3 separate regions of the Sus scrofa genome follow, and all the other regions are linked to region 1. A link is a contact called in public Hi-C and promoter capture Hi-C data. All regions are on one chromosome and are shown on one strand. The core of a region is the stretch at or near the end of the contact, and the rest is flanking DNA. Distances in the headings are between cores, read along the strand shown.

Region 1 (4,693 bases), core at 1,117-3,616:
CATTTTATTCCTGAATGGCCTTATCATCAGTATTTGAGACACCAGAAAGAAACCAAAGCCACTGAGGACCTGTGTAGAGGCTGGGTTGTGGCAACTGGCTGAGATTTTTCTGACTTGAGTCCGTGATAACATCTTTTAACATTTTGAGAGATGCAATTTACCCAACTTTGGGGGCACAAAATGTCTTTGCATACGGCTTCAGAAAGCAACTAGACACAAACTTTCCTAACTTGAAATAACAGGGTGGAAGGAAAGGGAGCAAGAGAGAGAAAACATGTGGCAGGTTTTGCCAAAAAGAACAAGGGCCAGATTCAAAGGAGCCAAGAGCGTCGAGCCAGTGGCAAAGGAAGACACTTCCATGCCCCCTGCCAAACTGCTTCCAGTTCAGTGAGATTCCGGGTCTGAAAGGGCTGCAGTTGGCAGATGACGTCAGGGTCAGAGGAGATTCAAAGATACTTAAGTGTGTCTCCAACTGAGACACACCTCCTCCTTGTGTTTGAGGTCTAAACATGGCCTCTTGTGAGCCCCTGTTCAGAAGTACGGATTGAGCTGAGAGCATGATGCAAAGCCCAAAAGCATCCTGACATTTCTGAATGTCTGCACCCACAGCCAAACACAGGGCAACCGAGTCCCGTGAAAGTGCATTCTCTCCCAAGAACTGCCAGGACCCAAACTGAGAGCCAGCATCCAACCAGAGATCACCCCCAGGAGTCTCTCTGCCATGTGTCTTGTTCATGGGCTTGGTCGCCCCTGACCAAACATCACCCGGCCTGTCACTGAGACCAGGAGAGTGAACAAAGCAGCGAACCCAAAGGCCATGGGGTGAGACAGGCCTGGGACTGAATCCAGAATCCAGCACCTGCACAAGCTCTATGGGTTTTCAGAATGACAGTTTCCTCATCTGAAAAGAGGAAGCAATACCTCCTTTGAGAGCTGTGGAAGGACAGAAAATAGTATATGTTAATAAAGGAGAGGGATGGTTATTTTTAGAGTAAAAGTGACTTTTCGTGTTGGAAAAGCAGTACATATTAATTAGAAGTTAATTCAGGATTAATGTAATTAAGTAGCAATTCAAGTACTTAAATTTAGAAATTAAACATAAACAGAAAGAAGAGAACTTAAAATCCTCACCAGAGAGAGAGAAGCCCCACTAACATATTGGCATACATCCTTCTGAAGCTGTCCAGGTCGATAGGCACACATTTTTGGTTTAATCAGCCTGTTTCGGTACTTGCTTTTCTGCTACTGAGTACATTAGAAATATCCCTTAGTCACTACATGCACCTCGGCAGTATCTTTTTTATTTTATTTAATTTTTAAAGTTTTTTGTCTTTTTAGGGCCGCACCTGCCTCATACAGAGGTTCCCAGGCTAGGGGTCCAGTCGGAACTGTAGCTGCCAGTCTACACCACAGCCACAGCAACTTGGGATCTGAGCCTTGTCTGGGACCTACACCACGGCTCATGGCAACACCAGATCCTTAACCCACTGAGCAAGCCAAGGATGGAACCCTCGTCCTCATGGATGTTAGTCCGGTTGGTTAACCGCTGAGCCACAACGGCAACTCCCGGCAATATCTTGTTTCATGGCTGTAGACGGTTCTGAGGTGAGGCTGGTTGCATTATTTGAAAGCGGTTACTGTTCAGGTGACCAGTAACACACTGGCATCAGAGGGACCAGCTATGTCCGGAACAAGCCCATTAAGCTCTGGAGGCTGCCACGCCCCGCGTGAAGGATATAGAGAATAAGTCAGACCCACAGGATTCTCCAGGAAATTAATGTCGATAATGTGGGAAAGTGCATGGCTTGGAACCTGGCACTTAGAAGAGGCTCGGATAGAGCCAGTGGTGTCTGAGACTCAGTTCATAAACTTGCCCTGAACTCCTCTGCCCTCTTAAAAGTCCCTTATTGGAATTCCTAGCCGTGATTATTAATAATGAACAGTTTTCGGGAGTTCCCGTCGTGGCTCAGCGGTTAACCAACCCGACTAGCATCCACGAGAACTCGGGTTCAATCCCTGGCCTCACTCAGTGGGTTAAGTTTCTGGCATTGCGGTGAGCCAGAAGTTCCCGCGTTGCTGTGGCTCCGGTGTAGGCCTGCACCAGATCGACCCCTAGCCTGAGAACCTCCATATCCCGCGGGTGTGGCCAAAAAAAAAAAACCAGTTTTCTTCCACTCACCTCACTCTGTACACGCATTTACTGAACCTCACCCCCACCCCGATCCCGCAGAACGAAACGAAGCAGAGGCAGAACGAACTGCTGGGGACTTAGGGGCGGCCCCAGGGGAAGCCCGGGTGGAGTCCCGTCCCGGAGGGGCGGGTCCACGGCTTGGCCTCCCATTGGCTGCCGTTCGCGTCACCTGCAGTCGGTGGGACGGGAGGCGGGAGGTGGGAACGGGTCCCACCCTGGCCGCGGGACGGCCGGCATGTCGGGGGCTGGCCGCTGGGCCTCTCTACTCCTATGCCTGCTTCAGTCCGCTCCAGGTAAGGGCACGGGGTGGGCACGGGGCCGCGGGGCGGGCGCGGGGCCGCGGGGAGCGCCGTCCGGGCGGCATCCACCTTCGGAGCCAAAGCTCGGGAGACAGTGCCTTAGGCAGGGGTCTGGGCGCAGCAACCTGAGTCGTGTGGATCGGCAGAGGCCACCTCCCACCCGTGTTCTTCCGAGGACCAAGCAGACTCTTGTCTAGTCCTTTCCGGGAAGAAACTGATCACGTTTCCTAATGCCAGCTCAGCTTCAGGTAATCAGGAAACAAGACGATGGTTCTAAAGTCAGCTGTATTTATTTATAAAGTGTTTTTTTAAGGTTTCCTAAAGGCTCTGATCCCTTCATTAATACCGCACTTGGAGTTCCCGTTGTGGCGCAGCGGAAACAATCCGACTAGGAACCATAAGGTTGTGGGTTCGATCCCTGGCCTTGCTCAGTGGGTTAAGGATCTGACGTTGCTGTGGCTGCGGTGTAGGCTGGCAGCTGTAGCTCTGATTAGCCCCCTAGCCTGGAACCTCCATAGGTGCGGCCCTAAAAAGACAAAAAGACCAAAAATAAAAATAAAAAATACCGCACTTGACCCTTGCTAGTAGGGAAATTCAAACAGAAGTGCCCTGCCCTCGCAGGGTGTGCATTAGTGTGTGTGTGTGTGTGTGTGTGTGTGTGTCCCCTTTCTCCCGGCTGGGTGTAGGAAGTTCCATCCAGCCCCTACCCCCTTTTTTTTTTCTGAGCTGCCACCGGTAAGTTTACAGGGTACAAAATACCTTGGAATAGGACACAACTGCCAAACCCCAGCAAAATTGTTCCCAGGATATCTCCCTAGTCTTAGCCTAATAATTTAAAAACACGAAGAGTTCTTGTACATAATCTAATACTAATGTTAAAAGCCAACATTTGGAGTTCCCATTGTGGCTCAGCTTTAACGAACCCAACTAGTATCCATGAGAACCCAGGTTCAATCCCTGGCCCTGCTCAGTGGGTTAAGGATCCGGTGTTGCCCTGAACTGCAGTGTAGGTCACAGTTTCGGCTTGGATCTGGCTTTGCTGTGGCTTGACATAGGTGGGCAACTGCAGCTCTGTTTGGACCCCTAGCCTGGGAACTTCCATATGCCTCAGGTGCAGCGAAAGAAAGAAAGAAAGGAAGGAAGGAAGGAAGGAAGAAGGAAGAAAGAAGGGAGGGAAGGAGGGAGGGAGGGAGGGAAGAAAGAAAGAAAGAAAGAAAGAAAGAAAGAAAGAAAGAAAGAAAGAAAGAAAGAAAGAAAGAAAGGAAGGAAGGAAGGAAGGAAGGAAGGAAGGAAGGAAGGAAGGAAGAAAGAAAGAAAGAAAGAAAGAAAGAAAGAAAGAAAGAAAGAAAGAAAGAAAGAAAGAAAAAGAACGAGCCAGCATTTATTTGAGCAACTTCTTTGTACTGGGCACCACACAGTTCTAGTTAAGCATCAACGCAATCGTCCTGCGAAGTAGGTATTATTTTCTCCCTTTTCAGATGGAGAAATTCAGATGGAGACTTTGCGCAATTAAGGGAATTACCTAAGAAGGAAGGCATGGGTGAGGCACCCAGAACAGAGAAGACTGAGGCTGAAGCAAGCATGGCCAGCTTTGGCCTTGGGGTGGACAGCTGACACAGGATGGTCCATCCACCCAGGTCAGCTCAGGGATGCGCCAGCCCCTGGTACCTTCACAGCAGTATTACTACAGCCAATGAGGAACAGCATATACCTGCGTGGGTTACCATCTTTTCAAACTCGATAGTTTTCCTGTCTGGACCTAGCTATACTTGCAGCTGAGGAATATATGATGTATATAATACAAACTGTGGTGCAAAGGTTTAGGCTGAAGCACAGGTGGATCCTGGTGTCTATACTTACTGGCTGTGTAGCCTCAGGCAAGTTATTTACCATCTCTCTCTAAGCCTAGTGCCACCATGGAAGGGGAATGACGCCTCTCCCAGGGTGGTTTGTTCTGAGGATTGAATGGGGTTTTGTGTATAAAGTGCCACGCTGGTGCTTGGCACCCTTCAAAGGCTCAATAGGGGATAACTATGCTAGTTGCTATTTCTCCACTGTGGCCAAGCTCAGATTTATGCCCATAAGCCACTTGTAGACAGATGTTTGGCTTCCTGCCGGCCACCTGCTAGAAAGTCCAGAAGCTGGGAGCACTGTCAGCATCCGCATCCTAGTGACCTGGGTCCTGCTAGAGGACACAGGATGA
Region 2 (4,693 bases), core at 855-3,354, 200 kb before region 1:
TCGTCTTTCCTGTAGCTTCCATTTCCTTAGGTTATCTAGCCTTAAGCCCGGATGTGAACTGCACAGTCATGTGTTACAGGACTCGAATCATGTCCAGCATCCAGGAGATACCAGATGGAGGGCTTAGCACAGGGGCAGCATGAAGACTATTTAGCCCAGGTCTCACTTTGTCAAAGAGCCTCAAACTTAAATGATTGCTATTGCCTCCAGATAAGGTTATATAGTCAGTATATAGGTACAGGAAGTATATTCATCAGACAACTTTATAACTCATAGCCTATAATTGGGCCTCCCTGACAGTAAAGCCCTATGAATGTGAGTTTGTAATCTTGTGAAAAGCATGATTCTTCTTCACTATACTTTCATGCATGGGTGAAAAGCATTACTGTGTTAAATGTATGTATCCCTACAGCAACGTTTTAATATCATAGCCTTAGAAAGGAAAAGTAGCCCAGGGCTCTCTGGATTTCTGAGATATTCTTAGAGGCTTTCCACCTGGAGGTAAAGGGGCGCTGGAGCACAAATTCTCGGAAACTGTTTGCTGAATCCCTTGGGCAGTTGCTCCTTCCTGAGATCAAGCCCAGAGCTTGGCACAGTGACCTCCGTACATACCTACCAGCAGACTATAGAGAGGCCTCCGAAGCACCTGGTGCAATGTGACTGCTTCACAGTCAAGAATAGAATGGCTTACTCAGGCCTAACCAACCGAAACTCCAGAGATACAACTGACAGATCCAGCCCCACCCACGGCACATCAGAGAAACCACAGGGAGGTGCCAAGGGGGTGATGGGAATCCAGGCCCTCTGGTTTCCCCAGGGAGGTCTCTGTTTTTTGCTTTCCTTTGTGGAGGCTGTGGTTGCTTTCACTTAATTCACTTTTAAAAAGCAGCCTCCCTCTCCGCCTCAGGAACCCCCAAGCCTCTGAGGCATCATGGCCTGCAGATAGAAAACTCTCCCTCAGCTGGGTAGGAGTTTGGACTAAAAGCCTTGGCCAAACCCTTGGCAGGTTGTCCTCCATTACAAGGTGCACATTCTTTACCTAGTGACTCTCTTTTCCTGATTTCAGAGCACTTCTGCAGGACTAGCATATGCCCTAGAGGCAAGCAGCCAACTGTGTTGCCAGCCACCCCTTAATTTTGAGCTCCTCACAGCCAGCAGTGAGCACGGGGTCACTGACTTAAAAAAAGGAAAGATAATTCACTAGGTGATGGCTTCCACTTCACCCCCAACCCCTCATCTCAATGAATTACTTCACCGACCCTCAGAGCAGGTTTCCCAGATGAGAGAACCACAGCTCATGGCTGCTAAAAGTAGGGTCTGTATTAGAATTTGGTTCTATCTATCTGAAAAAATAAATAAAACACGCCCTTTCCCATCACCTGACAATTCAGCTTCTGGCTGCTGAGTGTTCATTACACGTTGAGTGCTCTCCCTTTTCTGGCTTTTGCTCACTAAAGGGTTACACTCTTCAGTCCCCACCCAACCTGCTGGAAACTACAACTTCCAGCGGCCGGTTCGGATCAAGAATGCCTCCCCTCATCCACCTGCTAACTTGACCATCTCCTATCTCCAGGAAGCTCAAGCTGGCGTGTACAGGGGCAATTTTGACGAAGTTACTTCATTTCACCTCCTGACTTGGTAAAGCCTGACATCGCCTTTATTGAAGCAAACCCACGCCCCCTCTCCTCGATGTGAAAATGGAAAAAGCATTCTGAGGCAACAAGACCCAAAGTGACAAGCCTAGTGACTGCAAGAAGGAAGGTATTCATACTAGGGAATGTACGATGATCACAAATGTAGTCGCTTTTTCTGAAACGAAGGTTGAATTCAAGTCTCCGCCACCCTCCTCCTCCTTAGTCTTAATCGCTACTTACCGGGGGCGTTTCCACCAAGGCCCACCTAGCAAACGTTTCTGAGAGCGACTTGGATTCTTCTCGCAAGCCGGCGACACAGCCTCTTCAATTCCTTCCTCAACTCAGAGCTGCCGGAATGCTGCAGTGTTTTGCTTTCAAAGGCTTCTATTTTATTTGTCAGGTCGCCTGCCCGTCAAAATCTGGCGGACATTTTGCGCAAACGAATGGCTGCGAGGAGGGAGTGGGCGGGACACTCCGCGATCATTGGCTGCACAGCAAAGCTTGCTTGAAGCGTGGGGTCGCGGAGCCAGGCAGAGGCGGCTCCCCGACGGAGCTTTGCGCTCACCTGGAGAGAGTCCCCTCTAGCGGCCACAGGAAGGAAGTTGGAATAAAACCTCGCTCCTCTTCTTTGGCTGTCTGCAGAGCTCCGGTGACTGCTCACTCCACCTGCCCGACAGATGGGCAGCCTGCCAGGTGTCCTCCCTCCTTATCCTCAGAGTCACCTCCTGGGCTTTGCTCCTGCTCTTCGCTCACGCCATGCTCTCACCAGGTAATCAAATCCTACACGTCTTTCAAGGCCCCTTTCCTCGCAAAACGGAGGGGCCCCCAAAATTTCTCCTTGTGTGCCCTCCCAGAACACCTGTTGGCCGCAGACTGTACGAGCCCTCCCTCCGCAGCTCAGCAGTTCTTAAGGTTCTCAATAAGCCTAGCGCTTGGTGAATGCTTCCTTAATGTACAACTGAAATAATTGTAATTGCCAGAAGGATATATTGCACAATATGGGGAATATAGCCCATATTTTATAATAACTATTACTGAGCATAACCTTTAAAACTGTGAATCACTGTATTGTATTCTTGTAACATAATGTTGTACAGCAACTATACTTCAATTAAAAATTAAATTTAAATGGGAAAAATGTATTTTAAAATACTGAATACGTGCATGGTGTTTCTGCTTTTTCACTCACATGCCTTTCAATTGAGATCCTCTCAACAACTCCCTAAGTGAGACACTGGGCTCATGCCCATTTTACAAATGAAAACATGACATTTGGATAGAGACCTCCATGATGAGAAAGAGCCAGTCATGGCTCAGACCCTGACCCGAGCGAACTCAGAGGGAACAACTGAGAGAAGAAGGAGACATAACTGTTGAAACTGCTCCAAGGACTGCGGGGCTAGTGAGAGATTTTTCTGGCGCATGTGAGGTAGAAGTTGTTACCAGAGGGACTGGCCAGGAACCGCTTACATGAAGATGTTTGGATTTCATCCTAAATTTATTTATTTTATTTATTTATTTGTTTTGTCTTTTCTATCCTTTTAGGGCCGCACCCACGGCATATGGAGGTTCCCAGGCTAGGGGTCCAATCGGAGCCGTTGCCGCCGGCTGTGGTGGCCTGCACCACAGCCACAGCAACGCCAGCTCCGAGCGGCGTCTGCCACCTACACCACAGGTCAGGGCAACGCCGGATCCTTAACCCACTGAGCAAGGCCAGGGACCGAACCCGCAACCTCATGGTTCCTAGTCGGATTCGTTGCCGCTGAGCCACGAGGGGGAACTCTTGGATTTCATCCTAAATTTAAAGGGAAGTCACTGGAGTGAAGATCACCGTGATTGCTCTGAAGTGTGTGAAGAGGGGCACGTGAAACACTCACTGGCTGCCTTTGTATGGTGACCCATAACAGTCTTTTTTCTTTGTTACAAACAGGGTTTGGATGAATGTTAGTTCTTTTCGGTTTATTCCTTGAAGTAGGATCTCTGGGTGAGCAATATTCTAAGACTTTTGGTCTATCACAAGATTTTTGAGGGGTTGCCTAGATAAGTCCATGTCAGGTTTCTCCACCTATCCTGACGTAGTAAACCTGAACCCTAAATTGTGGCAGCAGCCCAGCGGTTTTTGAAATGCCTCTGATCATTGGTCAATAACTTTGCAACTAAAGAAACAGAGGACGCCATTGGCTAGAGTTCGTCAGAAGGCGGGCAGAAGGTGGACTCTGGAATGTTAGATCTGTGGTTGCCATAGCGACAGGGAGGCGGGCAGGCCAGATTCAGCGCTGGGGACCCAACGAGGTAGGAGACCGTCTCTTGTTGGGACGCGGATCCCGGGGTCCTGGGGAGGAGGAACCGGCGCACCGCATGGGATGGTCAGTGAGATCCCCGCCGGCCCGGTGCGTGCAGAATTCTGGTGTCGGGCTAGGTGGTGCCCTGAGGGCTGGAAGAAACCACCGTTGGAGGTGCCCCTCCCCAGAGGTGTGCCCTCAGAGTCCCCCACCTGAAAAATGATAATAATCATGGCGTGCTTTCCCCCACGGAACTCCGGTGAGGGGCATGGACATCTGACTCCCCTGCCTCAGCCCCTGCGAGGGCACCAAAGTTTTGGGGCTCCAGTGCTGGGCAGCAGGTGGACGAAAAAGAGTTCTAATCCTAGATCCACTTCATCTCCTTGGGTGTTCTTCTTCAAATGTCTTCCCTGCTCAGGGCCTTGGTTCACCATCTATAAAACAAAAGGATGTGATTAGAATCTAGAGGTCACTAGCTGGCTGTTAAAACTTCTTTCAGATCTCTGACAGGCTTTCTCAGCTGATGAAAAATATGAAATGGATTATTTACCTGAGAGGGCTTTGAAAAATGTAAAATACTTCAAGATGCACCATAGCATTATAACGGAATCAATACAATCTCATAGAGTCGAAACTACTCGTGCAAATCCATAAAAATACCACATAGAGTAATCGTATACATGGTTTAGTATATATTGATTACTGTACAGTAACATACATGTATAAATATATGAAATATGGGATAATACTATGGGATAAATAATAAAGGATTTTTTT
Region 3 (4,693 bases), core at 958-3,457, 190 kb after region 1:
ATTGAAAACACTTAATTTAGTATTGATAATCAAGTACAAATCTTAGTTAAGTTGCACTGATTCTATCATTACATCAATGCACATAACACATAAAAGATGAAGTCTAATTATATTTTCTACGCAAGCTATTTTACAGATTAATTCCCTTGTGTATTTAGTCTGAAACAATTGCCAATTATCCCTAAATATTGACTAGCTTTGAACATTAGTACTTTATCTCATACCTGTACTTTAAGTAAGGTTTTTAGTTGAAATGTCATTATTTCTTTATCGGAAGGATTGAAGGAAACAGGAACCCAGTGGCTTGGTGGTTTAGGAAGAACACTTGGTGACGGTGGCTCACTAAATTTGGCTCCAGCATAGTTCTGATTAGTTTGAGACTTAAAAAGTAAGGTGGGACTTGATAAGCTAGAGTTCCAATTTTGATTATTTGGAAAATTTTTGTTCTTCCCCCCATTTTGCATGGCTTGCCATGCAGCTGCTGATGAATTGTAAGTATGTCCTCTTTCCTTTTTCTTATGAACAATCTTCATCTGGGAATTCTGATCCTTGGTCTTCTGTCTATTAAGCTGTTGTTGGTTCTTACTAACATTTCTAGATTGAGGGGCTGGAATGTTATACCTCTCTCCACCACCCATCTTCAGCTTCTTTGTCACCTGTAAGCAAATGGAAACAAAATGCTAAGTAAAATTCCACTTAAGATAGTTTAAAACTTTAAAAAAACTTCAGTAGTCACAACTTGTAACCCCAGAAACCTTGGTGAAGACTCAAAGATGTGCTATTCAGCTGCTTTTTACTTAATTACAATGCCCACACTTCATATGCACAGCCTTTGTTACTTCTTGAGAAAAATGAACTTACAAATTGGTATGATCCTCTACTTAAACAGTTTAGGATGAGTCCATAAAAATGTCTGCCCCATTTCAACATGAAGTCTTGGATACCTTTCAGTCTGCTTTTCAGATTGCAGGATTTCCACCACCTGTCCTCTTCCTTGCCGCCAAGCCCAGGATAAGAGATGTTGCTTTCTGACAGATCCTTTCCTTTGTCTCAATACAGAAGTTTTCATGGGCCGATCTGCTGAGTTCAGCCTAGGAACTGAGGCCAACATCTGAGTCTCCTCAGCACACAACCTTGAGAGAAGTCCTAGCTAAAAAGCAAAGATTTCTAAATTATTTCACGTGTTAAACAGGAGAAAGCGATCATTTATTATTTGCTACAGAAATAGTTAAATGGCTACTTCCTAATTAAAAGGCAGAAAATAATGTCTCTAAAGATGGCTTTGACCTTAGAACTGTCATCATCTAAGAACTCTTCTAAGCCTTGAGATCCAGGAACTCATAAGGAATTGGGGAAGGGTGTCCGCCAGACCTCTCAATAAGTTGTATCTTTTTTCTAGGAACTTTTCAGATTCTCACACGGATTCTGTGACCAAAACCAGTCAAACCACAGAAGCATTAACTTTCACAGCCATGCCAAGAAATGGGCTTAAACTGTGTTTCCTAAAGAAGCTATGTTTTTAAAGTCTCACCATTACTTTCCAATCTTTGCACACATTACACATCCGTTTCCACAAAGCCTCCTCTCCAAACAGGTTTACGTGATGCAGCGTTTCCTTTAGTTTTGAACTCTTGACTCCTCCCCATTTTAAAAGAAGTTCCACAAGCCATAACTGAAGTCACTGTCCCATCTAATATGTATGAAAATGCCTATCAGGAACATTAAACATTCAAGATTTCGTTTGCTATTCCAAGAAACCAAGTCACCATATAAATAATAAGCCCTCTTTTTTTTGAAAGAGCGAGAGGCCCTTCCAGACTATTTTAACAGCCCTAAAGAAACTACGAATTCCCGGATCGTGAGTCATTCCCAACAAGAGCCTGGAAAGTTCGGCTCTTCCGATGTGGCTGGGTTTCCGAGCCGCTCCGCGTTGCTCGGGCCCGGCCGGGGAACCCGGTCTTCCCCGCCGCCTGCGCCCGCCGGGCACTGGATCTGACTTCCTACCCCCAACAATGGGGAGCGCGGCCGCCAACATGGCCGCGCCCGCCACTCACCGACTTCAAGCTCGGGACTACGACAGCGGCGGATCCTGCTCGGCGTCGAAGCCCCCCTCCCCTTCCAGGGAGAGACGAGGCACGGAACGAGCGAAGCCAACGGGCACCGACGAGCCTGCTGCAGGCCACCTTAACGTCCCGGCCGACCTCCTCCTTCTGCCTCTACCGACAAAATGGAGGCGACAGTGAGCGCAGAAGCTGGGCCGGGAAGCGCGGCGGCCAATCAAAACACGCTTTCGCGCGGCCCGGCCAATGACACGCGGGCCGCCGCCTGTTGCTGGGGCCCGACGGGGCCGAGGGAGGGGAGGTGGCTGTGGCCGAGGGTTTCAAATACTCCTCGAGAAGAGCATGTCGGGAAAGACCGCTGCGGGCCCCGGCTGCCGCCCTTTCTCGGGCCCCCGAGTGACACCAGCCCCTTCCGGGAGAAGCCCACCAGGCCCCGTCCGACACCCCAAGTCGCGGCCAGCACCAGCCCCTCGCGCCGATTCCAGGGTCCGAGAGCCGCGCGCAAGCGGCTCCGGGGAGAAGGGCGTCGGCCGCCCACTGGAACAGCGGCTTCCTCCCGCGCTGTCCGGCCAGTGGGTCCCGTGGCACTCGGAACCAAGTGGGTTCCGGGCCATGGGGAGTCACTGGAGGGGGCGTTGAGTTCCCGAGTTAAGTTCACTGAGCCGAGTAACCGATCTCTTACACATGGAAGATACTGATCAAAGTTGCTTTCCGAGGCTGGCCCCTGGCCACTTAGTCCAGACACTCCTCCCTCTCTGTTTCTCGGTCACGCCAGCGCCCCAGCTTGCGGTTCCTTCCCGCCCCCCTGGCCCCCAGCCTCGAAATTCTAAGAAGCTACCTCTTCTGTGAAGGCGTTTCCGACGCACGTGCGGGTCAAGTTAATCAGTTCCTCCTTTGTGTCTGACTGGTCTTGAACTTCAATCACACTATGTGGTAGCTACTTGTCCGCGAGTTCCCGCGCACACATCCTCCGGGTGGGGTTGGGCAGGGGGCAAAGCAGGGTTTCGTTTCTCTGAACACAGAGTACGTTGTAAGTGCCCCAAGAAGAGTTTGTTGAGAGGAGAGTTCCCTTACTTATAACCCTTTCTGCAGTGTGTAAATAAAGGGAGGAGAAAAGAGTTAAGTTCGTTTGCCAGTGAGGTGCAGCAAAGAGGAAAAGGACAACTTCTTGGGAATAAATGGATAAGCAACCCAAGGCTCGTATTTTAAAAGAGAACAACAGTTTCTATGAACATAGGAGTTTTTTGGTTTGTTGGTTGGTTTTGCCACCTCATGGGGTCAGATCCAAGCCTTTAACCAGATCCATTAACCCACTGTATCCAGCTGGGGATCCAACCTGCATCCTGGCAATGCAGAGACAGCCTGCCCATCCCCTTGGGCCATAGCAGGAACTCCCTGGGCTTTTTCTGTTGGCCTTGCCCTCTAGTATGTGGAAGTTCCCCTGGCCAAGGATCAAACCTGCTCCATAGCAGTGACCCTAGCTGCTGCAGTGACAAGGCAGGATTTTTTGTTTGTTTTTTAGTCTTGTCTTTTTCCTGCCGCACCTTAGGCTAATGGAGGTCCCCAGGCAAGGGGTCAAATCAGAGCTGTAGCTGCCGGCCTACACCACAGCCACAGCAGTGCCAGATCCCTGGGGCTACACCACAGCTCACCTTAACCCACTGAGTGAGGCCAGGGTCAGACCTGTGTCCTCATGGATACTAGTCAGATTCGTTTCTGCTGAGCCATGACAGGAACTCCAAGGCAGAATTTTTAATATGCTGCACCACAAGAGAACTCCCATATGAGCATTTTTGTCACAGGATTTATATATGCTTTTAATAAGTCCCACATAATTAGTCTTATTAGCTTCAGTTTTTCTGCTACCATCATCTCCCACCCCCAGGTTCTCTAGCCATGGACTTTAATAAGATTTCTTGGTTTTTGTTTTTGTTTGTTTAATTTAGGGCTGCATCTGCAGCATATGAAAGTTCCTAGGCTAGGGATGCGAATCAGAGCTGCGGTCTACACCACAGCTACAGCAAACGCAGGATCCAAGCCAAGCCTGCAACCTTAAGACTTCTTAAGAAAACCACTTAAGCAACTGCATTTTAAAAGAGGAGTTTGTTAATCAAATTAATTTGGTGAAACGTGTAGAAGAGAAGAAATATTTTTGAGCGTGGGACTTTGTGATGGTAATTATTATAGTCAAATTAGATGTATACAGTAAACAACTGCTAAATTACTAAAAGTATAATCTATTTCCTAAAAATTGAAGAAGCTGCTTTAGACATCTGGCCAGATTATAGCCAAGCTGTATTTAATGGATTCAAGACAGAAAAGACCCTTGCAATGTATTTTTAATATTGTGGTTTGTAAAATGAACAGTCTAGCTTCAGTCTAGGCACTTTCTTTTCCCTAATTCTTTTTTATTATCATTTTCCAAATATCTTTCAAAGTAGTCCCTCCTACACTTTCCCCTCTCTCTCCTTTCTACCTTCATGGATCTGATTGTGTTACTTTTTTAAAAATTTTTATTGTGCGTGTGTGTTTTAAACAACAACACTTCACTGGCCTCGAATTGTATTACAGAATTAAATTGCTCTCCAAATCTTTTTGGTTTTTCTGGGTTTTTTTTGGCCACCCTGAGGCAC

What was found. Promoter capture Hi-C pulls out the DNA fragments that hold promoters and counts their contacts. A called contact is a pair of places that touch in the nucleus more often than the background predicts.
Region 2: a contact with region 1 is called in a promoter capture Hi-C map of fetal liver, with 2.4 times the contacts expected there. The contact joins the promoter of NIPAL3 here to the promoter of IFNLR1 in region 1. A contact is called at or near these places in 4 of 5 promoter capture datasets (fetal liver, fetal skeletal muscle and liver), 1 of 47 Hi-C or Micro-C datasets (liver) and 1 of 2 datasets of contacts at active chromatin or transcription factors (alveolar macrophages).
Region 3: a contact with region 1 is called in a Hi-C map of heart right ventricle, with 4 times the contacts expected there. The contact joins the promoter of PNRC2 here to the promoter of IFNLR1 in region 1. A contact is called at or near these places in 2 of 47 Hi-C or Micro-C datasets (embryonic fibroblasts and heart right ventricle).

Annotation. Positions count from the first base shown.
Region 1 is chr6:81,911,777-81,916,469 of Sscrofa11.1, reverse strand. IFNLR1 (interferon lambda receptor 1) reads left to right here and starts at 2,366. Exons shown (of 7, transcript XM_021095536.1): 1 at 2,366-2,484. The coding sequence starts at 2,427.
Region 2 is chr6:82,108,939-82,113,631 of Sscrofa11.1, reverse strand. NIPAL3 (NIPA-like protein 3) reads right to left here and starts at 2,104. Exons shown (of 12, transcript XM_003127700.6): 1 at 1,875-2,104. It overlaps STPG1 (O(6)-methylguanine-induced apoptosis 2), which reads left to right and starts at 2,164. Exons shown (of 8, transcript XM_021095547.1): 1 at 2,164-2,403. The coding sequence starts at 2,391.
Region 3 is chr6:81,720,440-81,725,132 of Sscrofa11.1, reverse strand. It overlaps PNRC2 (proline rich nuclear receptor coactivator 2), which reads right to left and starts at 2,207. Exons shown (of 3, transcript NM_001244508.1): 1 at 2,055-2,207; 2 at 945-1,150; 3 at 1-656. The coding sequence starts at 638. The coding sequence ends at 219.